Linked DNA regions of Sus scrofa: regions 1, 3, 4, 5 and 6 are each linked to region 2. The links are chromatin contacts, called in public Hi-C and HiChIP or PLAC-seq maps. All regions are on one chromosome and are shown on one strand. Each heading gives the region's core, a stretch centred on a gene start, on an enhancer-like site or on the middle of the called end of the contact. The rest is flanking DNA. Distances are from core to core; before and after follow the strand shown. Region 1 holds the start of ELMOD2 (ELMO domain-containing protein 2). Region 2 holds the start of USP38 (ubiquitin carboxyl-terminal hydrolase 38). Region 3 holds the start of ZNF330 (zinc finger protein 330). Region 4 overlaps LOC106504720 (a long non-coding RNA gene). Region 5 holds the start of LOC100523624. Region 6 holds the start of ABCE1 (ATP-binding cassette sub-family E member 1).

Region 1 (4,313 bases), core at 1,731-4,230, 1.9 Mb before region 2:
CTTGGACCTCCCACGAGGGGTCATTTGAAGATTTCTTGACTCTCAAGTTAATTGTCTCACCTTAATCGTCCCATTAAAGTTTTCTCCCACAACTTTAGTAGATGAATTAAAATCACTGTCTTGTGATTAAACACACCTGATTTTCCTATTTCTCTTCAGCATCTTTAGCTCTAAACTCATACAGGCATACTGAAACAGATCTGATAGGTTAACTTCAGTGAGGTGGATGCAGGAGGCAGAATAGGTTTCCCTGCTCCCAACTATTGTTCATATGCCACCAAACCCTCTGAGGGATCCTGTCAAATTTCCTACTTCTTTATTCCCCCTCACCCTGGGTGTTTTGTTTTTTTTTAAATCACATAAATAGTTCTATCTGATTCAATGTTTATTTCCTTTATTTGGGTTACTGTCTTCATCCCAGCCCACTGGCTTAATTCTTTGTAGCTTAAACTTTCTTTTCATTGGTAAAGTCCACTACTAGTAGCTGTGAGAACAAACTACCTTGACATTCTATTTCCCTGTTCTTCCATTAAAAGAATTACACAGGGGAATCCATGCCCAAGTGGTTCTCCCTAGTCAAAGGGTCTAACATAGTTTCAGGGAAGTGTAACACAAATCCTCATAAAACCAAGCAGGGTTGCCACTGTCCTTAACATTCTTCATGCTTCCACAGAGGTAATCCATTTCACCGTTAGCAAAAGGAGTATACAGTTTTCCTTCTCATTATAAATTCACTGCATTCCAGACTTCATGCACTCCAAAGAGGGCGCTGATATGGTACTTAAATTCTCTATAGATCAAATCCTGAACCTTGTAGTAAATGGTTAATTAACAGTCATACCAACCAACTCCTTCCATTAAGTAGTTTCTAAAATCAACAGAGCCTTGGTTGTTTAGTCTGAAAATCCAAGAAAGCAGAGATTCCTGAGTACTACTCAAAAATATAACCGAACTCCATTACACCATAGCCTTTGTTTTCCATGTAGGTATATCTGATAAGGCCTGGTAGAAGCACACAAGTTAGTCCAGGAACCTAAGTAGGTCCCTCCTCCTCCTTGAAGCCAGAACTCTAATCTTAGGATTTGGCCAGCCACATGGAAGAAGGAAGCCATAGAGAACAGGAGAGAAAGAGAGAAAGTCAATCTTCCCCGGGGCACAGGACTGGTTTAACGCATCTGCTACTTACATGCAAATGAATTCATGGAAGAGAGAAGAGAAAATCATATGCACATGGTAATTTAATGTATAGTGATCCTGCTCCCAATAAATGCTGTTCAGTCAGCCTCTCACATTCTTACCAAACAGGTTAGCATTCTCCTCTCTTGGAGAGAAACATGAATAGAAGTGGGCCATCAGGCAGCATGGAGACAAGGAAATATGTTCCTTTCTGCCCACTCTATCTTCAGTGTAGCACACTGAAAAGGTAAAAGGATTATATAACTGTACTACAGAATTATCTGACTTTCTATTATATGAAGGTCTTGTGTAATAACCGAGAGACCTCTGAAATAAAGGTTTGTTTCTACTTCTTGCCAATTTGCTTTGCCTTTCTGAATCTTTTTATGTACAACGAAAAATATCCATTGAGTTGATCTTTAAGTTTCTTTCAAGATCTGAGTCTGTGTTTTATTATTATAGTACATATCCAGATTTCATTACCAAGTTGATTGTTGGTTGCTTCTATGGGGCAGGGATGGTGGCTTATACACCCTTTACATGTCTAGTGTTTACAACTAGCACCTTTTAAAAAATGTTGGTTGAGGTGTGGAAAAGTGTGCACTGCTATTTTGTTAAAATTTATGTTAAATAGGAGATGGAGGTAATGTAACAGGGGATGTAATATATATTTATAATTTTACTTGCCAGAATGTCCCTGGAGGTATAAAGAAACTAATACTGGTTCCTTTTGAGCATGGGGGCTGAAGGACCAGGAGTTGTGCATGACAGTGAAAGTTGTTTTTCAATATGTTTGTCTTTTTACTTACGTTTTAATTCTCCCCTTGGTCTTTCTCCTCCAGCCACCCTACCCTTCTTGCTATTCCTCCAACTTATGAAGTATGCTCCTGATTCAAGGCCTTTGCACTTGCCATTCTAGTGTCTGAAATACTCTCTAGCGTCTGGAATATTCTCCCTTCACATACTCCTTTACTTCATTCCAAACACTGCTCAAATATCCCCTTAACACCGATACCCCTCTGACTCCCCTGTATGTAAAACTCTTCCTCTCTTCCCTAATATACCCCTTACTATAGTGCCATTTAACATACTAAATATTTTCATTTATTGACTGTATGACTCCCTTTTGCAACACTGCCTGGTGCATAACAATCAACACATACTTGTTGAATTAATGAATGTACTGTTTGAGGTTCGATTTTTCTAAAAAATCATGTGCATAAATTACCGTAAATTATTTTTTTCCAGAAAAAAACAACTAGTTAAGGAATGAATGTTCGCTGAATCAGCTATTAGCTTTTTATTATTGTAGGACAAAGTCCAAACTTTTTACTCAACGTACAGGGCTCTCTATCTGCCACGGGCAAGTCATTCAACGTAAATTCCGTTTTCTCATTCTTGAAGTGGGACTGTTACTAATTAAACCACAGAATTAAGATTAAATATAGGTGAAAGCGCTTCTGTACCCTTGGCGCTATTAAAACTATACAAAGCACATCGCTTCTCCGGTGCCTGGAATCTAGGAGGAGTACACGGTTTCAACTTACGCAAAAGACCTTAAGTTCAAAGCGAGAAAAGTCTACGAAGCCGCCGCACCAAAGACCAATCTTCGGCGTGGGGTGTGCCTCGAGGGAGCGGTTGCCAGGGCAACCGTCGGGCGTTCCTGGAATCCGAGTACGCGCGACGCGGCAGCTCCGAGCGACGTCCTTTCAGAGATAGCGATTGGTGGACCTCGGGCCTATCGGCGAGCAGGTGGGGCGGGACGGGGGCGAGCAGAGTCCCGGGGAAGGCGTTCCCGCTGCCTGGCTCCCGACTTCCGGGTCGCGGTGCTTGCAGGGAGCGGACCGCGGGTAGCGTCGTTTCCGTTGCCGGCAGTTTGCAGTTGGGGAAACCGAGGCAGCTCCAGCTCCCCCTAGTTCTTCCGCTCTCGTGAGGTGGCTGCTGTTTCTTTTCCTCTTGCCCGGCGCCGTTTGGGTGCTGCTGAGCTGAGGGCGCGCGAACCCCGCGGTGTCCTACGGAAAGTCCGCGCAGGGCGCCAGGGCCGGCGCGGCTTTGTGCTAGCGGTTCCCTCCCACCCTTGGGCTGGGCGCGAGCTGGGCTTGGCCAGGCTCCAGAAGGGGGGCTCGGCGCAAGCGGCTCCCCGAGGGCTGGCGAGCTGGCGTTTCCTCCGCTTGGCATTTCGGCTTCTTTTGTCCTGATGAGCGAGGAACAGATGGATTCATTTTAAAGTCACAGTTCAGCCCATTTTTGATTGCACTGATTTTGCACTGATCTGCGGGAATCTCGAATTTGACACTCCCTCGGGAAATGGAGTGATATATTTGTGAGTTTAAGGCAGGAAGGAGATGAGCATTTTTGAGTAATTACTCCTGACTTGCATTTCCCCGACCCCGCTTCATTTAGGAATTGAAGATTTTTCTTATGGGATAAAGATTCTGTCTTATCGAGGGTGTCGTTTATTACTCTTCTTATTATTTCTGCCCTTCACTTGTTGAATGGAATATCGACCATTAGCCAGGGTGTGATTCTTACTCCGAGTTCAACTTGTGTACTTCAGTTTGTAAGCCATATGTAGTGTTCTTATTTGCTGGGATCACCTGCCTGTGCGACAGATGTTACTGGAATTATTCACAGGGTTTAAGAAGACTTATTCCTTATACGAACAATTCTGATATATGGTATATTTGATTTCACTGTTGCTTAGCTGGGGTCGTTTTGTTCTTAAGCAGTTGAGCCCTGTTCTCAAAAAATAAGAAACTAAAATAGAGAACTGAGAGCGTGAATCTAATTAAGTAATTTGACTTTCACAATTGTTTAAAAGTGGTAAGTTGGCCATTTGACCAGCCATCATTTAATTAATCTAAATGTTATGTCCTACACCTGTCATTGTTTTCTTAGATGCTTAAACACTACTACTAAAATAGACATAATGAAATAACTATATTAGTGTAATTTGGAATTGATGAGTTGGATAAACTGTGATTTTTTTCCCCTTTTAAAAAATCCAATTTAAAGCTATTAAACCTGTCCTGTATTTCCTTCTTCAGGGAAAAAAAAAAAATGTTTATTTCTTTGTGGGAGTTCTTCTATGGGCACTTTTTCCGATTTTGGATGAAATGGCTCTTAAGACAGATGAC
Region 2 (4,419 bases), core at 475-2,974:
TCACATAACACAGGATGTAAAGCAGAGTATTTTTCACTTTTACACCTTAGTATATAAGTTACAGGATATCAACAAATCCACAGAGGAATTCATCCATAATACTTTGCTTTCTACCTTATTTTTGTCTTCCAGTATTGGCACCATTCCCAGCAAAGCCAAACTTTTCTCCGTAGTTCTATCTTCCATCTATTGGAAAAGAAAAAGTTCCAAAGCTATTCCTGTGTTGTAGCAAGATTGCTTTTTAGATCCATCAATTATCTTTTATCTTCTATCTCTTTCTGAAAACTCGGTCTCAGGTTTTCTCTACCCAGGTCTTACCTCCTCTAAACTGCTATTCTTTTTAAGATTACCCTAATTGCTGTGTTAAATATACTAGTATAACCATTTTATAAATTGGTAAAAACCAAAACACTATTTAGCAAAGTAAATAGCTTACAATTTGTTCATTTTTCCACTGGATACTTTAAATGAACCATTTTTTAAAGTTTGTCAGTATCACAGGCCACTAATGATTTCACAATTACATTGGTGAAGACTTAACAGGGCTATAATTAGGCAATATTTTCCAAATTAAAGGCCTCTGATTAAAGACTAAATTCTTACTGTGAATCTTTGCAGTTTAACTTGAAAGACTACAAGGAGGATGACTTCATCTGTTCTTCATTATAAACCATCTTCAGTGTTAGCATACATATAAACATTATGAAAATTTAAGCTTGTATTTTATTTTTCAAAATACTCTTTCGTTCTTTCTCACCTATCATTTACCTTACTCTACACCCATTTTCTGGACAACTTACAAATTTTCCATATGCCATAAAAGCTCATTTAAAAGAGATTTGCTGGAGTTCCCCATCTGGCTCAGTGGTAAAGAACCTTTGAACCCGACTGGGCTCCATGAGGATGCAGGTTCCATCCCTGGCCTCTTCAGTGGGTTAAGATACCCCGTTGCAGCGAGCTGTGGTGTAAGTCACAGACATAGCTCAGATCCAACTCAACGCCTAGACTGGGAACTTCCATATGCCACGGGTGTAGCCCTACAAATAAAAAAAAGAGAGAGAGAGAAAGAGATTTGCTAAAAGCTTGCTAAAGCAAACCTCTATTGACAACTGTTTCCAAATGTATACTGCCGCCAACACATCCCTTACCACAATGTAAGAGTAAAGCACTGGCATTTAAGAACCCTAGCTCATTTACTGATGAAAGATCTAAGACCTTAAACGATTTGCCTTCAATCCGAATTCTGAGTTCTTTTCCTTACTTTCTCCCCAAATGCTTTTCTACTCCTGCTTCCAAAACTTTCTCATTAACAAGATTTTACATAAATAAACTTTTATCAGCCTATCACAAGCAACCTGACCGGGACAGAACGGACAGAGATCCAGAGATCGGAAGGTGGGAATCCTAGAATCGCAGCCACTTCTAACACTTCCGCTCCTTGGCCGCTCCTCCAGAAAAGCCGCCTACCACTTACAAAGGATCCCCTGCGATGGGGGCGTCGCCGCGCGACTCCAAGAGAGGCGGCCGCGCTTGCGTAGCACCGAAGGGGCGGGGCGGGCCCCCGAGCGCAGCCCGGGAGTGTGTAAACGAGCTGGGGCGGAGAAGGAGGGTGAAGGGTGGGGCGGAGGGGCGGAGGGGCGGAGGGGCGGAGGGGCGGAGGGGCGGAGGGGCGGAGGGGCGGAGGGCGGAGGGGCGGAGGGGCGGAGGGGCGGAGGGGCGGAGGGGCGGAGGGGCGGGCCTTTCCGAAGTTCCGATTTCCTTCACTTCCTGTTTGCTGCACTTCTGCATCCGGGTCAAGGGTGTCCACCTCCACTTCTCCCCGGCAGATCCGGCACCCTCCGTGACAGCAGCTCTTGACTCTACCCAGGGCGGGTTTTATCCCGCGACCTGTTGGAGTCCGGACTCCCACATCTGCCACGGGTCGCGGAGGCGCACTTCCTCATCTTCCCGCTCTCAGCCCCGGGGCCTGAACGTCCGCCGCCTCCGGGGGGCCCCGCTGGCCTCTCCGCGCTGATGCTGAAGGGGACCGCGGGCCCGGGGCAGCGGCGGAGTGTGGGCCTCTGGCTTCTTAGGCCCACCGCTGACGGTGCCGGTTCTTACGCGCCCCAGGCTTGCCAACTCCCGCCCGGGCTTGGATGGCCCTCTCTGCCCGATAAATGAGGCTACTGAGCAGGCAGTGGCGGTGGTCGGTCCAGCTGCTGCTCTCCAAATTCACCTCCGTCCCGGGTTTCTCCAGGCACACCTCGGGGTTGTGGCTGCCCGCTCCTTACCACCTGGCCCTGGCTTTGCAGCGTGGCGACAATGGACAAGATCCTGGAGGGCCTGGTGAGCTCTTCGCACCCCCTGCCCCTAAAACGGGTGATTGTGAGGAAGGTGGTGGAGTCGGCGGAGAATTGGCTGGACGAGGCGCAGTGCGAGGCCATGTTTGACCTGACGACCCGGCTTATCTTGGAGGGCCAGGACCCCTTTCAGCGGCAAGTGGGCCACCAAGTGCTGGAGGCCTACGCGCGGTACCACCGGCCAGAATTCGAGTCCTTCTTCAATAAGACTTTCGTGCTGGGCCTCCTTCAGCAGGGCTACCACTCGCTGGACAGGAAGGACGTAGCCATCCTGGACTACATTCACAACGGCTTGAAACTGATCATGAGCTGCCCCTCGGTGCTGGACCTCTTCAGCCTGCTGCAGGTGGAGGTGCATCGGATGGTGTGTGAGAGGCCCGAGCCGCACCTGTGCGCCCGACTCAGCGACCTCCTGAGCGACTTCGTGCAGTGCATCCCCAAGGGGAAGTTGTCCATCACTTTTTGTCAACAGCTGGTTCGAACGATAGGCCACTTCCAGTGCGTGTCCACCCAGGAGAAAGAGCTGCGGGAATATGTCTCGCAGGTGACAAAAGTGAGTAACTTGCTGCAGAATATCTGGAAGGGGGAGCCCTCCACCCTGCTGCCTTCCCTGCAAGAAGTTTTTGCAAGCATTTCTTCCACAGGTAAGGGTCCTTCCACCCCAAGAAAATCTCTCTTGGAAATTTAATATGTGCCTCTCATGTACACACCGCGTTTGCTTCCCTGCTCTGAAAACATCTTAATGGGAGAACATTCTTAATACTCTCATCCATATTCCCATCCACTGCCCTATTCTGGCTGTCACGTTGGACCTTAAAAAACAGTCAGTGTTTTTGTTTTAAAGGTTGAGAACGTCAGTCTTAGACCTTTGGAGCAAAACAGGTTGCTTAATTACCCAGCCTTTGCTCAAGTTATGGAATGCTTTGCCAATGACAGCTACTATATAAAGCTCCTATTCATTAGTGACTAATAGCCGCATTAAAAATGTTTACCATATTATTACTGTGCTATGACTCTGTCACCTTGTTGGAATGAGTTGTTCCTTAGTTTCTGAATTCTCTGATTTTTTTTAATTCATGGAGGATGCCATTTGTTTTATTACTGATTATCCTATTTAACTATGTAGTTCTTGCATATTGCCATTTTCTACCTACAGTAGTTTGTGAGAGTGGATACAGGTGGAGTGAGGGAAGGGAAAGTAAGTGAAGGCTTAAATAGGTGTTTTTGAGTTCCAGGTGTAAATAGCCCATCAGCTGTGTCATTAGAAATCCGGGAGGGGTTAAGTACTTAGCAGGAAAGAGCTTTATTGCCAGGAATTTAACATGTGCGTTGACATTCCTTGTTCAGACATGGCACTTCCAGCTCTGTAAGTTGTGAAACAGTAGATCCAAAACTGTGTTCCTCCCCTCCCTCTTTGCTTGGTACAGCTATTCTCTGGCTGTTGTTCAAAACTGAACTTGTAAAGGAAGTATCCTCCTTTTATCTTGAGAATCAGAAACAAGAGTAGAGTTTTAACAGGCTCCATGCTTTTTGATAGATTGAATATTTTAATGAAAGAATTGCCAATTATATATTTGCAGTATCCAAGTTGGTTTATATTTTAATTCTAATTGATCTTGTATTGTCTGTGTTGCTAGAACAGATTTCTCCAGAACCTTTTCAGCTGTAACAGTAAAGGTGCTCACCTTGGATTTCCTTAATCTTTATGTAGTTTAAGCAAAGTCCCCCTAAAATTCACCTCAATTTCTACATCTTTAAGAGATTTTAAAAATTTTTCCCTTAATGTGATGATTATTGTAACTAAGATGTAAATTATTTTGGAAGGTCTAAAATGGGAGTTTAAATGAATTTAAATACCTTGCACTTCTTTTCTGACTACTGCCTTAGAAATGAGTATTTTAGCACGAAAATAATGATATTAAATACTGCAAGAAAGTAAAGTAACTTGTGAGCTAAACATGGTGATAGTGAAGAATAGTTTTTATATTGAAGCATTTGTGTCTGTGGAATGAGCACTGCTCACTCTTAATCTCTCATTTCTGCAGTTTAACATTCCTTGTGTGTTAGAGTTTACCCATGA
Region 3 (4,437 bases), core at 150-2,649, 1.4 Mb before region 2:
GAGAACACAGCAGGCTAGTGCCTCAAGGAATGTGCTCCCTTGGAGGGCGTGGTGAGGGGTCTTATAGTGTCAAGTAGCGGGGCGTGATCAGATAGTGGACATTTTCTTGATTGGTTGATGGTGAGGTCATTGGGAGTCAGTGTTATCAAGCTTCCGGTTCCAACCCCGTCTGTGGTCTACATGCTTGTGGGAAGCATACAGTTAACTTCTTCTGCCCTGTGGGGGCTTCGGCACCTGCAAAACAGCTCTAAGGACATGGCTCAGAATATTATCTATAGTCTCTGAGGAAGATCTAAAGATCCTGGATTTTGTTGAATGGTTAAACTATTATTATTCTGTCTTGCTTGACTGTTTTACTTCTTCTCTGTTTTATCTCATTTCTCTGATTAAATTGATTCTTTGACTATAGTTTTTCTATAGATAAAAAGGCAGGTGGAGGACGGGTGTGGGGTCTACTCTGGGAAGGCCTCATAGGGTCCTGCTGGGTTCCACAGGGAAAATGGAAACATCGAAACATTTCTCAATTAAATGGCAGATACAAGAATTCAGCTGCCTTCTATGAAACTTTAAAGAGATTTGCAAAAATGTAAGACAGTACCACTCTTCTACGTTTTTTGTTTGAGCAAATATAGTTATTTTTCTTAGAAATATGTTATTTAGGAGTTCCCGTTGTGGTGCAGTGGTTAATGAATTCGACTAGGAACTATGAGGTTTCGGGTTCCATCCCTGCCCTTGCTCAGTGGGTTAAGGACCTGGCATTGCCTTGAGCTGTGGTGTAGGCTGCAGATGTGGCTTGGATCCTGCGTTGTTGTGCATCTGGCATAGGCCGGTGGCTACAACTCCGATTAGACCCCTAGCCTGGGAACTTTCACATGGCACGGGAGTGGCCCTAGAAAAGGCAAAAAGACAAAAAAAAAAAAAAAAAAAAAAAAAAAAAAAAAAAAGACATGCTATTTATACTAACATGTGATAGATTTATCAATGCAATTTTTTTGAATGAATTTATTTTATTTATTTTGTCTTTTGTCTTTTTAGGGCTGAACCCACGGCATATGGAGGTTCCCAGGCTAGGGGTCCAAGTGGAGCTGTTGCCGCTGGCCTACACCACAGCAATGCCAGATCCGAGCCATGTCTATGACCTACACCACACCTCATGGCAATGCTGGATCCTTAACCCACTGATTGAGGCCAGGGATTGAACCTGCAACCTCGTGGTTCCTAGTCGGATTCGTTTCCACTGTGCCACGACGGGAATTCCTATAAATATAATTTTTAATAAATTTGTAAACATTAAAAATTTATCTTTTTTTATTTGATAAACATCAGTAGAGTATAACCCACATAAAAAAACTTGTTAGGATTCTCAAGTCTTAAGAGTTTTCAAGGGGTCCTGAGACCAAAAGTTTTAAGAAAGTTTAATTGCTACAAGAGATGATATGACAAGCTAAACCTTCTGTGTAATATTGAATCAAGTTGCATATTCTCTTCGCCCAAGTTTCATCATATGTAAAATTAGGAGTGAATGCTATACATGTAACGAAATTAGAAGGCCAGGAGCACAAAATGATATTGTTTAGCTCTTACTGATATTATTCTATTTTCTCTATGAGATAGGAGGGAACAATATCTTCTAAAACTGATGGAGGAAGTGGAAGTGGTAGAAGTTTGAGAAAGGGGAGATTTGATGAAGCCCTCATGGAGAAGTTTTTTCCTCTTAGTTTTGTCTCTTCCTTTAGATTTCTCCTTTTCTAAAAACAAAATTGAGGAGGCCTTCCCCATCTTTTTCCTCCTTCTGTTTCCCCATCTTCCCTCTTGGTCAGGTCTTCTGCCCAGGGCTGGGAGCTCCGCCCTCCGCGGGAGAGGGAGGGCCGGGGCGGAGCGAACAGAAGTGGGCGTGTCCTCTCCTGTCGACGTGCGGCCGTGAGGACGTTGCTTACGTCAGAGGACATCCGGTCCGGCTCTCAGTACCCTGAAGCTGCTCGGTCCGCCTTCCGTGGGTTTAGTAGCGTTTCTCCACCCGGAGTCGTGGTCCAGGAATAGAATCTGGTGCTGCTGCGGGCCGGCCTCACGCTATCCCTGCCCCTCGGCCCCCGGAGTGAGCCCGGCCTCCCTGCGAGGGTGAGCGAGGTCGGCCCGGAGCGCGCGCGAGGGAGGGTGCCCCGCGGGCGGGGGCCGGCTGTTGGTTCCCCCAGCCGCGTGGCACCTACGTCGTCTCCTTTGGACGCCCCCTGCGCCCCGCAGGGTCCTCGGGCTGCAGACTTACCTCCAAAGCTGCAGGCACCCTGGGCTTGTTTCCTCATTTCGTGACACGGGCCACGTCCTCGGGAAGGGCTTAAGTCCATATAAGGCTGAGAAATAGAATTCACTCTTAAAGTTTACAAAACAAACTAGGCGGAAAAAAGGAGGCTCAACTTAGCGGGTTCACCCCTGGGGACGCAGGAATTCATTCGATGATCACCCTGTGATTATTTTATGAACTCCTTTGGCCAGGGCAGTACACATTTTTTTCACCTTGTGTATTTTGTCATTTTAAATACTGGAAGAGTGACCTAGTGGACTTGGACGTTACTCCCAGTAACCACTTACTCAGTTAAAGCTCTCGGCCTGGTTTGTCTGTATTTTTAAGTCTCAGCTAACGACCACTCGGATTTTTTTTTTTTTTTTTTTTTTTGGTCTTTTTGCTGTTTCTTGGGCCGCCCCTGCGGCATATGGAGGTTCCCAGGCTAGGGGTCGAATCGGAGCCATAGCCACCGGCCTACGCCAGAGCTACAGCAACGCGGGATCTGAGCCGCGTCTGCAACCTACACCACAGCTCACAGCAACGCCGGATCGTTAACCCGCTGAGCAAGGGCAGGGACCGAACCCGCAACCTCTTGGTTCCTAGTCGGATTCGTTAACCACTGCGCCACGACGGGAACTCCCACTCGGATTTTGATTGGGCATTCCAGCGTTAGAGTTGAAACCCATAAAGTAGGAAAACTTTTATGAATGACCTTAGTTTTGTTTTAGGTACAAGCTGGTATGTGATTTTGCTGTATTGTAACGAGACATGTAAATTTCGAGGTGCGGTTTTTTGAAACTCCGTGTATCATGGACATGACTTTGATTTCTGCCAGGCAAGGCTGGGAGCCAAACAGTGTCAAGAAAAATAGGGCTAGAATCTTCAGGGAACTTGTGATCTTCAGATGGATGAAAAGCCAAATAAAAATGTGTTATTTAGTAAAATTCTTGTTTTTCTAAACGTGGTAGTTATTTCAACTACCTTGTAAAAGCCAGTTTTAAAGCCCTTATTTTTGTATGTGTGGTAAACATATGCTGTTCATTTTGAACTCTCTTAAAACCGTGTGCTCACTACACATAGAGGGAAAAGCAGCTTTCAGAGTCAAACTAACTCTGACGCTTTTAATATTTTCTTCAGGGAGGACAGTTTGGCTTTGTAGTTTAGGTTATTATTTGACTTGACTACTAGATGTTTTATTTAGGTATTACATGGGAGAAAAAGGACTTAACACTTGCAGTCTTGGCAGCATCAGGTCATCTGAATATGTAGCTTAAAAAAGCGATATGAACTGGGTAAATAATACACTCTTTAGTGTTTTCTTGTTAATGATGTGTCCCTAATAATTTTTTTCACTTGGTACAGACTAATTTTTAAGGAATATTTAACATCAGAGAAACTTTTGTTTCTCAGTGGGAAAGAAAACCATTTTAGCTGTTAGAATCAATCTTTTTGGTGTTTACTTTTTTGAGAATTGTTTAGTAGTACAAATAAGTGCCTTATTTTAAAAGCCATCTATTTTATTTGGGAGGATGTGTGCTTAATATTTCATCAAGGCTTAAAATGTGCTTAACCTTCAAAATGGCAGGATTGCGTTTAAAATTTAATGAGAGTAGGAACATTTCATTCTGCTCTTCCTTAGTTTCTTATTTAAAACAGCAAATGAAACAAGGCAGTTATATTTTCTCTTTTTGTATAGAAAGGGAAAATGCCTAAAAAAAAGACTGGTGCGAGGAAGAAGGCAGAGAACCGCCGGGAACGTGAGAAGCAACTAAGAGCATCAAGAAGCACTATTGACTTAGCTAAACACCCATGCAATGCTTCAATGGTAAATTTTTTTGGATGTTCGTTGATAATTGAAAAACTGTTTAAATTTGTATTAAAGGCATGTCCGTTTTCATTATCGCTGAGTAATGGTCAATTTTGTTTGATTTTGTTATTTATAAAAGCTATCATATTACCTGGGCTACTCTTGGTAACAAATCGATACATACTGAACAAGAATACTAGGAACTGTGACATTTTCCAGCTCCTCTAACCCAGTATACCTTATTCAGTTTGTCCTATTAATTGGAGCTGTTTCATCATATATCATCATTACCTTTTCCCTTACTTTGACCATTTCCCTATTTCTACTCCTGTCCACATTTTCTGTTTCC
Region 4 (4,003 bases), core at 77-2,576, 1.5 Mb before region 2:
CTACACCACAGCTCACGGCAACGCCGGATCCTCAACCCACAGAGCAAGGCCAGGGATCGAACCCACAACTTCATGGTTCCTAGTTGGATTCGTTAACCACTGAGCCATGACAGGAACTCCTCTTTTAATTTTTTTTTAATTTTTAATTTTTAAATTTTTTTTAGGGGAAAAGGGAGAAATTCTTAGTTATTATAGGACATTTTTTCTTTATCATTACATTTCAAAATAGCTATGTTGAGATGATACAAAATATAATTGAAGTGGCAACAAAAATCAAATTATTATGTGGAAGAAAATCTTAGTTTTCTGCAAAGTAGAGAAACTTTAAGAGAATGAAACCTAAGCGTATTGCATTGTGATTTTTTTTTTCTCATACACAATTCATTTGGCTTCACCTCATTCTGTTATCACTTTGTGATTTTTTTGATTTGGCTTTTTTTTTAACTTCTTTAAATAACAAGAAAATTCTTTCCAGCAGCTGTAGCTCTGATTCAGCCTGGGAACCTCCATATGCTGCTGGTATGGCCCTAAAAAGAAAAACAAACAAACAAAAAAACAATGCTGTGAGAAGACCAAGGATCAGGTAAGTCAAAAGTAGTCATGTTCAGAGTCATACAGCTTTTTTTCCCCTCCCGTTTTAAAAAGTTTTGTGGGATAGTTGATTTATAATGTGATAATTTCTGCTGTATGACTCAGTGACTCAGGCATACACATAACCATTCTTTTTCAGATTCTTTTCCCACATAGATTATCACAGAATACTGGGTAGAGTTCTCTGTGCTATACAGCAGAACTCTAGTCATTGCATAGACCACAGTGTGCAAATGCCAATCCCAAACCCCCAGCCCATCCCTCCTCACCGCCTGTCCCCTCTGGTAACCATAAGTTTGTTTTTGAAGTCTGTGAGTCTCTTTATGTTTTGTAAATAAGTTTATTTGTATCATTTTTTTATAATAGATTCCACATATAAGTGATATCATATGTTAGGAATCAAAACAGCTTTTTAAGTCACTGCATTTGCCCTACGGCTCCATCATCTGACTCTTCGCCTTGTGCTTTTCTCTCCTGATGCTCAGAATAGTGCCAACAGCATGATAAACACTCAACAAATACTTGTTAAATAAAAAGATTAACATTTAGAATCTGGAAAAGAATGCATGACATTTCTGTAATTTTTTTTACGGAGAGTTTGAGAAAACAGAAAGCACTATAACATGACAGCCACTAGAGGTCGCTAAAACTCCACGCAAGGAGAATATGTTATTTGGGAACGAACAGGCTGATCCTCTTAAAATCCCCAGCGAAATGGTGATGGCTGTTACGTAACAATTACTGACTTTCCAAAGCTTTTAGGAATTGCAGTTATACATAGCTCAAGCTTAGTGTTTTTAGCATTGACATTTGCAAAACATTCTGCTGAGCCAACATAGCCATTTTTTCCCTGTGACATTTATCTATATTTAGAATTACTGTTTCTTTTTTGTAACAGAGATGGTGCGATTATTTCGTTAACAGAAAAGGTTTTTTCCTCAAAGTTGATTTTTTCCCTCATTGTTATATACCCAAGGAAGAGCCATCTGTATTTCCCATGGATATAATTTGAGAGACATTTAGAAGGCAAACCCTCTTTTTCCCTGGGCGATGCTTGCAAGGCAGTCCCAGCAATCTGAAATTGCATCATTAGCTCTTTATTACTTTTTCTTAAATTTGTGTCCCCACATTGTGCTCCAGAACAACATTTCCTAAACTGATTTTTTTTTTTTTTTATATGTACGGTGTGAAATCTTCCATCAAAAGGAGGGCTCCTCAGTCAAGTCAGTTTGGAAATGCTGTAAGCAGTAGCCCCCAAGTGGATCTAAGAAACCACACGGAAGGGAGAGAAGTTCAACAGCAAAGAAACAGTTGGGTTACTTAGTTTACAAACCATTTCCACATCTTTGACTAGAAGTTAGCAAACTTCTGTAAAGGACCAGATAAGGAAATATTTTAGACTTGGTGGGTCATCCTGGGTCTCTGTGGGAATGTCTCAAATCTGTCACTAGGGCACAAAAAAAAAAAAAGAAAGAAAGGCTCTGGACAATACGTAAATGTCTGAGTGGGGCTGTGTCCTGACAATGCTTTGTTTATGAACCCTGACATTTAATTTTATAAAATTTTCATGTCATGAAATATTACTAGCGTATTGATTTTTTTTCTTCCAACCATTTTAAAATGGAAAAACATAGCTATATGTGTTTTACAAGCAGTTTGTTACGTGCACCCAAACAGGCAGTGAACCAGACTTGGTCCACCAGCCAAAGTTTGCCATCCCCCGCTTTAGACTACAAGCCCTCTCTCCTTACCTTTTATATTTTTTGTGTGGATTCTATTAAGATTTAGGGGACAGTGGAGCCTCCAGATGGAAGCTGCCTTGATGGACATTTTGCTTGTTCTCAATTTTTCCTATTATAAAATGCTATAATTCATTGGTTATATTCGTAGATCTCTTTTTAGATATATTGTTTCCTTAAATAAATAACCCAGGACATATATGGGGGCAATCGAGGCACCAATAGGTAATTCAAGAAAAACTGTAACTTTGCTTTTGTTTCTGGACAGAGGTCATTCTTCTCTCTGTTTGCTAATAAGACAGTAGTTACATACCTGGGCGTTAGCCCAGAGAGTGGGAAAGACAAAATTATCCAGACTCCATATTTTTGTTTATCTATTCCAGAGGCTTTGAGTAGGGAAAGGAGGATGTGAGGGCAGAGAGGACTTGACCATAAATTATTCTGGTAAAGCTGTAGCACACTGGGGAAGACGACGTTAATCCTGGAAATAGAGTTTTAATGTTTTGAGCTATACCTGAGAAATTAAAAAAAAAAAAAAAAAGTCCAGTAAAAGAACTTGACCTTCTAGGATGGCACACTAGAAATGTCAGGTCAAAGCAGATCAAAATCAATCTGAAAAGTGAGTATAAAAAAGTAGATCTCTCATATTTGAGGAGAGGGAATCAAAGTGACAGACCCTACAGTTGGGGGTTAGCTGTGATGGTTACAACCTGCAACAACGCCGAGAACGGCACAGCAGCCCTTGGTTGTATAGCTCCCTAGTTTCCCAGTGCTCTACAGCTATGATGCTGGAAGGTGGGTCCAGATCAGGATCATCAGCAGTAGCCTGTTACATATGCACCTCATCAGGCCCACCAGAGACCCGTGAAGCTGGTCCAGCAATCTGTGTTTTCATTAACACTTCAGATTATCTGAAAGTTGCTAAAATTTGAAAAAAAACGCTGTTCTACACCCACTTTCTCTTTCTCAGACAAGTAAGAGAATGTTTGAAAGCTGTCATGGATTATTTGGCTAAGGCAAATCAACTGCTACAAGAATAGGTATGGAAAGGAAGCCTGATGGAAGGCAATGGCTGGAGGAATTAGAACTCTGCATTACAGGAAAAATGCTGGTTGATAGCCTAACAAATCTAATCTGATATCCTAACAAATCTTATCCAAAATATCATATCATTGTATAAGAGGTCTTTGTGCAGAAGAGAAAGAAGGATAACTGCAAAACTTTACAAATAATCTAAAACTGTATCTCCTCATGGGAAAATACAGAGTAAGATTAATTTCTCGATAAATATTTCTTGGGTAATTTTTTGTCATGTTACAATTTGGTGATGTTTCAGAGTAATTCATTTAGGCAGGAGAAACAAAACACTCAGCAGTTGAGCAGCAGAAAAAGGTCCAAGAAGCACAATAAAAATATTAATGTCTGACATGGGATTCAGAGTGAACAAGGACATATTTTGAAGTAAATTTCCCACTATACTCTGCAATATTCTCATCTTCCTTTGAGTGATCTATTCCGGTTTAGATCTACTTTATTTAAGTTATTAAATTTCAATCTCTAGTTGTTGATTACTTATTTTCACCTTTTATATCTAACCTTCATTTTGTTGCATTAGTCACCATTCGTTTCTTTTTGACATCTGTGAAGGTCATTATAGTCCTGGTACCTTTATT
Region 5 (4,169 bases), core at 166-2,665, 1.7 Mb after region 2:
CCTTAAAGGTTAAAAAGGGAAAACAAAAATTGTTTTTAAATTACAAACTTCATTTCCATAAGTAATAAAAATTGAACTTTCCTAAAATTTGACACCAAAAAACCCCACAGAAACATTGTACAGATGAGTAGCCCCAGGTTAAAAAAAGGAAGTAACATCTCCCAAATTCTATCTTTATTGCATTTACTGTGTTCAGGAGCTGTTATTCGAAACCAGGTCTGACTGCTCCATGCATTCATTCCACTAGACCCTCTTTTTATTTTCTACAAGTGATTTTTCTTGGGTCTACAACTACTCTGAGATAAAAGTAGTGGTCTTTTAGTCCAAACAATAAAGATGTTAAGGAAGACTAATTCACTTTTTATTGCTCTATATTCAATAAGTGTCAACTCGTATCAAATAAGGTCTAACCCCTCCCAAATGTATGCAATTACGCAAATCACATATGAAGACTGAGGTCTTGGCTCCAGATAGTAATTATAATATTAGCATAATATTATACTAGCATATATTTTTATTCTCCGTAATTTGATCCTTGCTATTGCCTAGTGATGCTGTCTTTATTACATTACAGCAAAGATTTGGGAGACATCGGTTTTTCCTAAAAGTCCTAGAACTCAATTAAATTCAGGTGATAATAATTATTACAGGATCTAACAGGGTTTCCAAAAAAATGAGTTACCATTCTGGTCGCAAATCTTAAGCATGTTGGTTTTCACCTTCTTCCCCCTTTGCGACTTTGCGATGGCTGTGAGCATGGGTCCTGGCTCCGGGTACAGGTTAGGAAATATTAATCAATACGAATGGGTAACTTTCAAGAGAAAAAACTGCTAGTCTTTCAACCGTGAAAGACTACGCCAAGCTTTAAAAACTTGAGTTACATTTAAGCTGAACGTTGAGCATTTACTCCAACAGGTTGGTAACTGCTTTGCGAAGTCTGAGTCCCCTTATTTCTCCAGCTTGTCAAACATACCATGCCTCGCCCTCCACCTCAGACCTAAGCTTACTGGAAGATGAGGGAGAGGCCGGCGTTCACGGACCGCCGCAGGCTGCAAGGGCCTGGCTGCGATCAGGCTCCACCTCCCGGGCTTCGCCAAGCATGAGAACGGACCCTACCCTCGAAAAAGCTACCCGTGAAGACCGTAAACTGTTCTGCCTCGCTCACTTTTCCGCTACGAGGCAGCCGGTCGACTTCCCCACCACCGCAGCCCCGGAAGTCTTCATGTTCAAGAGCCCGCGCCACACGCCCAAAGCCCTCGGCCACGTCCACCGGGACAGACGCCACGCCCCGTACCTCGGCGCTCCGCCCCCAGCCGCTCCCCGGGGTCCACGCGCCAGCAGTGAGCTCGGCGCCTGCGCACCGGCGAGGGCGGGGGCGGGGCGAACAGGTCCGGCGGAAGGGGCGGGGCGGGGCCGCACTTCCGCGGCCTCGAGAGGGTGAGTTACAGGGAAGTCTTAGTGCGGCGTCACGAGTCAAGGCCGGGTTCCCGCCACGGGCCGCCGGCCGGGGGGCCATCTCGGCGTCCGGGGCGCCCCCTGCAGGATTTGGGGCGGGGGAAGGAGGAGGAGACTATTGAGGTGGATGATGGGGGTTTGGGCAGGATGTGGACGAGCAGGCCGTCGGCAAACTGGGTTCAAAGGGAAGGTTGGTTTTGTTTTCTCCTTAAAAAGGAAATTCTCTAAACAGCGTTTGAGAGTATTTTATCACTTGGGGCAGGTTTGTGTGTTTTCCCTTGTGTCACATTAAGGCAGTTTTGGTAAGGTGGCTGGTACTTTGCCGCTGCCAAGCTTGGCGAATGGTGAACCAGAGGCTGGGTCGGAAAAAGGCAGCGATAGTCATGTGTAGCCACTACCAAAGAGTGAAATTAAAACTCTTTTTTTTTTTTTTTTTTAATGGAATCAAATCCGGGATATAAAAGTAGAGTTCAAACTCCAAGTCACAAACAGCATCTATGTTCTGTCAAATACTGTGCCAGGCGTGGGCTTGGTCTCTTCTAGCAAACGTACTGGATTCAAATAATTTGCCTTTCTCATTAAAACATGAAAGACAACCTCAGCCAAAATAGCATGTAAAATTTCTTATTACCTTGAGAGTTGTGTCCTAATACATATTCTTTGGAAAATAAACACTACTATAGCTTTTCCAAGTTTGTAGAAAGTCAAAGGTTTCTTGAAAACCTGTGCAGATTCCCAATTGTTTTGAAGTGTACAGTGTCCAGAATATTCTTTCATGTAGTAACGTTTTGTATTCAAGGTAATAAGAAAAAAGGTCAGGACGGTTCAGTTGTTTTAAACACTGTAGTCTGTGAGGAAGGACAAAAAAAACTTGAAAAGTTACATGTAACTAAGAAATGTAAGTTAGAGTTTGAGGTATTTTAAGACGCCTAAAAGCCTACATTTGGTGTGGAAGGTGCTGGTAAGTGGTTGAGACTTTGCCCCTCAGCTGATTGTTGTGGTGTAGGAATGTGGCGCTCTCATACACAGATCACATTTTGTCCAGCACAGCCCCCAAATCTGTGTTTTTTGTGACTTGACTTTTTTTTTTTTTTTTTTTTTTTTTTGTCTTCTTGCCTTTTCTAGGGCCACTCCTGTAGCATATGGAAGTTCCCAGGCTAGGGGTCTAATCGGAGCTGTAGCCGCCAGCCTACACCAGAGCCACAGCAACGCGGGACCCGAGCTGCGTCTGCGACCTACACCACAGCTCAAGGCAACGCCGGATCCCTAACCCACTGAGCAAGGGCAGGGATAGAACCCGCAACCCTCATGGTTCCTAGTTGGATTCGTCAACCACTGCGCCATGACGGGAACTCCCTTTTCTTGATTTTTAATGTTACTGGCAACCAATTTAGTTTTGCACTCGCACACCCTCTGTGGGCCAGGAACAACCAGATTATGACCTCTGCAGATTATCACCTGAGTACTCAAAAATAATTTGGATTAAAAAGAGGAAAACCTAGAAACCATGATAGTCAGGAAGGGATTTAAGAAAACAGTGGGTTGAACCTGGGTTGAATAGGAGAGGGGTCATGGTGAGGAAGGATGTAGCAGGCGAGTAAAATTTCAATTGGGAAAGTAAGCAGCAGGTTTGGAAGATGGTAAGATACTGAGTAAACCCTAGGAGAGGTCTGAGAAGTGCAGTAAGTAGAAGAAGACTGGTTTGAGAAACCCTTCAATACCACACAGGACTTTATCCTCAGGCAGTGGTTCTCAAACTTGAGCATATATCACCATCAGCTGGCAGACTTGACCCTGCCTCCAGAGTTTCTGGTTCAGGAGGTATGGAGCATGAGAATCTCCCTTTCTTATCAGTTCTCAGTTGATGGAGCTGCTGCCAGTCTGGGGACCACATTTTGAGAACCCCTGTCCTAGGCTGTAGGGAAGTTTTGGAGGGATTCTACTTGGGTTAGTAAGGAGATCCCATTAACAGTTCAGTATGAGTCTGCTGTGAAGTCGAAGATGGAGGACTGGAGAGGGGAGGAGAGAAAGAGAAAAGAAGGTTCCTTACAGTTGATTAGCTCCTGCTTGATGCCAGGCCCTCTCCTGAATACTATTTCATTTGTACTTACTATGACCCTGAGGTGTAGGTCTTCATATTTTCATATGGTGAGTAGTAGAAATTGCCCAGGTCCCATAGCTAGTCTCAGAGCCCCTTAGTTAGACTTTTTCAGATTTGAACTCGGCTAGTAGCAGCGGAAATGAATCAAGACATTGATGGGTAATGGAATTGTGAAAAATCGAGACTTCCCCCAAAGATTGAAACCTAAAAGTATACTTTGGGAAATCTTAAGTCTTAACCTGGAAAGTGATAAGAGGTAAAGTGGACAGAGAACTTTAGAATATTCCCCGAATGAATTCAGAATGTGTTCTTTATTACTCTTATATAACAATGACCTATTTAAAAGTTTCTTGTTTAAAAAATCATTCTTCTCTACCAAAGTTTGCTGAAATTATTTGAAAAGGAGAAAGTAAAGCCTTCTGTTGGGTGGAGGGAGATGGTAAACATTGATGGCGTCTGACAGTTTTATCTTCACATCAGAAGTGATTAGCACTGAGAAATGAAAACACGTGGTGTTACACTGTTTTGCCTGTTGTGAACCTCGCTGTGCCTCAGACACTGACCTAATGTATTGATTTTGGAAATCCTGCACGCTTTTACTTGCCAGAGTAGT
Region 6 (4,087 bases), core at 664-3,163, 1.2 Mb after region 2:
TACAAGGAAACTATAAATAGTTATTATAAACAGCTCACTATACCTGGTTTGCAAGATGAGAGTGACCAAACAGCTTGTGAACCGATTTCCCGTACTGTTCCAGTCCTCTCCAACTGCTTAGGGTCAGCGCCAGGAGGTGTCTTGTTTGGTGTGGTCATATTTAAAATATTCTATGTAGAGAAAAAGAATATCCACATTATACTGGGGGGGGGGGAAGGCTCAGCACCTTTTATAAAAGGGTGAAAATTAAAATGAAATAGCCAAATGGAGTTCCCATCATGGCTCAGAGGAAACAAATCTGACTAGCATCCATGAGGACGCAAGTTTGATTCCTGGCCTTGCTCAGTGGGTTGAGGATCCGGTGTTGCCATGAGCTGCCGTGTAGGTCGAAGACTCGGCTAGGATCTGATGTTGCTGTGGTGTAGGCCAGCAGCTATAGCTCTGATTTGCCCCCTAGCCTGGGAACCTCCATATACCCAGAGTATGGCCCTAAAAAGACAAAAAATAAAAATAAAATGAAATAGCCAAATGGATCACAAATATGCCCTGAATATCAATCATCTATTTCTTAAAAGGCGACATAACTCAATCACTGTAATTAAAAACTCTTGAGAATTCAGTTTTTGTTTCTAAAATACAACATATTATGACTTACGAGATGTGCAAAGCAACAGCATATAGTAGTCAAAGGGTATAGGGTCAAGGGGTCAGATTTAGTCACTCCTTTAGCCTAGAATTTGGCCAGGTCTGGGCTTTACTTCCTTTCCTGTCTGTCAAAGGGGTTGACTGGATCTATAACTGTAATGCTATGAAGTTCTATACATCTGTGAGTAAAAATTCCTAATGAAGTTTTCTCCCTCGAAAAGTCAGACTTAAAAACCTTTAATCCAGAAATATGTAAATATTGGTCAACATTTTAAAAAATCCATTAAGTGATGCAGAGAAAAATCACATCTTCTCACTGGTCGTCAAAAGTTCCATTTATACGTGCTTTTACTGTAGAATATAAAGTCAGAAAAATGCCTTTAAGGTATAGAAGTGAAGAACTGGTCTATTCTAAATCACTAGTTTATCCTCTTGTCTAGTGAACAACACGTAAAACTGCTTCAGTAGTGCAAAGTTACAGCTGCTGAACGCGGTTACACGTACATGATATTATAAACTTGGCCTAAAAGGTCTGTTTACCGTCTCCTTGACATCTCAGCTGTTCCCTAATCTCTACACAAGCACTTGATACCGCTTAAATAATAGTACACACTGGACTGTAAACTTCGGAAAGGCCTGAGGCTTAAATGCTCCATTAGCAATTTACTGAATGAATAAATAAATAAATAAATAAGTTCCATCATAAACTAAAGTATTTCTCAAGGTCTAGGTTGGTCTAAGTAAGGTCTAGGTTGAGACAATAAAACCTGTGGCCACACTGTCAAATGTCCAAAAATGTCCAAAAAGGGAAGAGCTATCTCTACATTGCGGAGAATTCAGCTGCTGAACTTGGTACTGGACTCCACCAAGTGGATAAAACACGGAGCTCGAAGAAGAATGGGTTCCTGGCCACATCATTCATAAGGTGAGGCCAAGGAGAGAACGCCACAGTAAGCAGTGCCTGGACCAGACTCTCTTGGTTCCGTTTGACATCCCTTCCAGAAGCGCTAGAATGGGCAACCGCTAAGGATCCATTCCTGACCCATCGGCCTTGAAATAGGAAGCGTAAAAGGAGACTGACAGTGGAGAAGAGATCGCATCTGTTTAAGCTGGAATCATTCTCCACGTCGGGGAAAGCCCATGCACTTACAGCTTGCAGACCCGGATTGCCTCCACTCAGGTTTTCGGAATCCACTGCTGCTCCGCGCCACTCCCCCTCGCCTTCCCAGAACCGCCTAGCTTCCCCAACGACGTCAATTGGGGTCGCAGTCCGATGATGTCATCCCATCGTCCCGCCCTCCTCCCTCCAGGGCTCTGCCCGGCGTGCTCTGCCGCGCACGCGTACATCGCCCCTGTGGCATGCGCGAGGCGGTGGCTGGGCACCGCCATCTTGGCCGGTGTGTGTAGGAACACGCTGTGTGGCTGAAAAGTGAAAGCAAGAGCAGATTTGGCTTCTGCGTTCCCCTCCCCAAGGGGAATCTGTTTCTCCAGGTACGTGAATAGCCCGGAGGGGTTTTGCCGTTAGCTTCGGTTTGGCATGGTCTAAACGCAGGTAGTGGCATTCTCGGAGAGCTTTTGGTTAGGCCTCAGGTGGCGGCGGTGGAGACGGCAGCGGCGCGTAGCAGCCGGCTTGAGGGAGACAGCTGGTAACGCCGGAGCGCGGGCGCAGCCGAGTGCTGAGGGCGCCTCCAGGCTGACCTGGCTTTCCGCCTCTGTTGCCCGCCGTCCCCTCAGCGTTCCAGTCTCCACCGCCTCCACTCCCCGCTTTACCGCGCTCCTACTCTGGAACTGAATCTTTTAGAAAGCCGCATCCCCTACTCCCCCCACTCCCCCGGCCCGGTGAAGGGGATGTAATGTCACGTGCGTATTTGATTATGGGACGTCGTCGCCTTTTTTCCCCACTGTTTGGAGATTTGGCAATGAGTCATGGCATCTTGCCGCCATGAAGTCGAATATTTCTTGTCCACTCCCAGTCTTTAGAGAAATGATGTCCAAACGTCAGCACTTTTTTCAAAGCAGCGTGTTCTCAGCTGTAACCGAGGTTGTTCCAAGTAATCTCCCAGGTGAACGCCATTAGCATTTTGGGTGCGCTTTTATGGTACTCTGCACGTTCCGTTTTCCTCTTTAGATCTTAAACTCCTTGAGATTACCGGTGATGTCTTTACTGAAAATACTTACTTTGAAGAGAGTGTACTTTGAGATTTGAATATCTTCAGAGCCCTGTTTGTTCCCAGGAGTCTCTTATTATAGAGTTTTTCCCTGCAATCCTTCCTGTGCTGTATCTTTCTCATTGAAAAAGAAAGGAGGGAATCCTGCCCATTTCTTTAAACTGACGTGGAAATTTAATTAATAGTGTTGACACAGTTAATTAACAGTTCTTCAAAGAATCTGTCCACTTAAATACATTATAATTTATCACTTTTTGATGTAAGTCAGGTTATTAGCCATCTCTGCTATGCTTTTATTTTATAAAAATCATCTCCTACAGTCTTGTTTTTTTTTAATGGTTTGGAATAGTCAATGAAACATTATGTAGTTTGGCAAAAATAAACTTTAAGCAGTTTCATTGCTAAATCAATGATGATTTATCCCCTCCTGGAGAATTCATTGTGCTGATTCACCATAATTTGTATGGAGTCCAGTTTGATTTTAATAGCTAACTAAAGAATCTTCAGTTTCTAGGTAATTATCGCTTCCGGAATGATAGTTGCTTTTTTTTTTTTTTTTTCTTTGCTTTTTAGGGCCACACCTGCCGCATTTGGAAGTTCCCAGGCTAGGGGGTCAAATTGGAGCTGCAACTGCTGACCTACACCACAGCTCATGGCAACATCAGCTCCTTAACCCACTGAGTGAGGGCAGGGATCAAAGCCGCATCCTCATGGATCCTAGTCCCATTCGTTATCACTGAGCCATGATGGGAACTCCCAGAATGATAACTTCTTTGTAGCAACTCGAAAGTCATTTAGTTTCTTCCTGTAATCCTTAGGAGGCCTAGACCAGTTTGGAAAAGTTTTAAAGGGGTAGAGTGAACCTATCAGATAACTCTGTTACATAAAACTTAAAATTTAGTTGGTTTTGGATTAGACTCCCCCCACCCCCTTGCACCCCCCCGCAAGCAATACATGCTTTAGTGAATAACTGTCACTGTAACATATTGGTAACTTGCAAGATTTCTGAAGTTGTTATAACCTGTAGGAAAGTTATTTACTGTATCTGAATTCATTTTCTTCATTTCCTTCAACAGAAATGTTTGAACTACTATGTGGTAGGCACTGATCCATCCACTGTAATGAACAGACAAAAATTCCCATGCTTATGATGGTGTACATTCTCCTTGGAGAAGGAAAAATATCGTGTGTGGAGCAAGAGAAAATATATACATATATATACACTTCTGCATATACCGTGTATGCACATATGTCATATAGTACAAAGAGCTAAG

Evidence for each region. Hi-C and Micro-C count contacts between places; a contact is called where the count stands out from the background. HiChIP or PLAC-seq counts read pairs in DNA pulled down with a chosen protein or histone mark.
Region 1: a contact with region 2 is called in an H3K27ac HiChIP or PLAC-seq map of alveolar macrophages. The contact joins the promoter of ELMOD2 here to the promoter of USP38 in region 2. A contact is called at or near these places in 1 of 5 promoter capture datasets (liver), 1 of 47 Hi-C or Micro-C datasets (liver) and 1 of 2 datasets of contacts at active chromatin or transcription factors (alveolar macrophages).
Region 3: an H3K27ac HiChIP or PLAC-seq map of alveolar macrophages shows a contact between it and region 2. The contact joins the promoter of ZNF330 here to the promoter of USP38 in region 2. A contact is called at or near these places in 2 of 2 datasets of contacts at active chromatin or transcription factors (alveolar macrophages and skeletal muscle).
Region 4: a contact with region 2 is called in a Hi-C map of skeletal muscle, with 5 times the contacts expected there. The contact joins the enhancer-like site here to the promoter of USP38 in region 2. A contact is called at or near these places in 2 of 5 promoter capture datasets (fetal skeletal muscle and liver), 3 of 47 Hi-C or Micro-C datasets (embryonic fibroblasts, heart right ventricle and skeletal muscle) and 1 of 2 datasets of contacts at active chromatin or transcription factors (skeletal muscle).
Region 5: a Hi-C map of liver shows a contact between it and region 2, with 10 times the contacts expected there. The contact joins the promoter of LOC100523624 here to the promoter of USP38 in region 2. A contact is called at or near these places in 1 of 5 promoter capture datasets (liver) and 1 of 47 Hi-C or Micro-C datasets (liver).
Region 6: a contact with region 2 is called in a Hi-C map of embryonic fibroblasts, with 2.4 times the contacts expected there. The contact joins the promoter of ABCE1 here to the promoter of USP38 in region 2. A contact is called at or near these places in 2 of 5 promoter capture datasets (fetal liver and liver), 2 of 47 Hi-C or Micro-C datasets (embryonic fibroblasts and heart right ventricle) and 1 of 2 datasets of contacts at active chromatin or transcription factors (alveolar macrophages).

Annotation. Positions count from the first base shown.
Region 1 is chr8:86,545,319-86,549,631 of Sscrofa11.1, reverse strand. ELMOD2 (ELMO domain-containing protein 2) reads left to right here and starts at 2,980. Exons shown (of 9, transcript XM_021101556.1): 1 at 2,980-3,110; 2 at 4,224-4,313. The coding sequence starts at 4,237.
Region 2 is chr8:84,598,349-84,602,767 of Sscrofa11.1, reverse strand. USP38 (ubiquitin carboxyl-terminal hydrolase 38) reads left to right here and starts at 1,724. Exons shown (of 10, transcript XM_021100666.1): 1 at 1,724-2,983. The coding sequence starts at 2,302.
Region 3 is chr8:86,033,700-86,038,136 of Sscrofa11.1, reverse strand. ZNF330 (zinc finger protein 330) reads left to right here and starts at 1,399. Exons shown (of 10, transcript XM_021101553.1): 1 at 1,399-2,118; 2 at 3,978-4,106. The coding sequence starts at 3,987.
Region 4 is chr8:86,068,099-86,072,101 of Sscrofa11.1, reverse strand. LOC106504720 (a long non-coding RNA gene) reads left to right here. Exons shown (of 4, transcript XR_001298412.2): 3 at 479-583; 4 at 1,798-2,871. Among named protein-coding and RNA genes, the nearest start is that of RNF150, 18 kb to the left of the region's middle. Within about 2 kb of position 1,326, at least 7 of the 83 cell types and tissues checked have an H3K27ac peak or open chromatin away from gene starts, as enhancers often do. A contact at or near this core is called in skeletal muscle, where this site is marked.
Region 5 is chr8:82,862,075-82,866,243 of Sscrofa11.1, reverse strand. LOC100523624 reads left to right here and starts at 1,415. Exons shown (of 13, transcript XR_002346751.1): 1 at 1,415-1,437. It overlaps LOC102165892 (a long non-coding RNA gene), which reads right to left and starts at 1,277. Exons shown (of 8, transcript XR_002346753.1): 1 at 683-1,277.
Region 6 is chr8:83,351,034-83,355,120 of Sscrofa11.1, reverse strand. ABCE1 (ATP-binding cassette sub-family E member 1) reads left to right here and starts at 1,913. Exons shown (of 18, transcript XM_003129170.6): 1 at 1,913-2,136. ANAPC10 (anaphase promoting complex subunit 10) reads right to left here and starts at 1,811. Exons shown (of 5, transcript NM_001177927.1): 1 at 1,796-1,811; 2 at 44-170. The coding sequence starts at 158.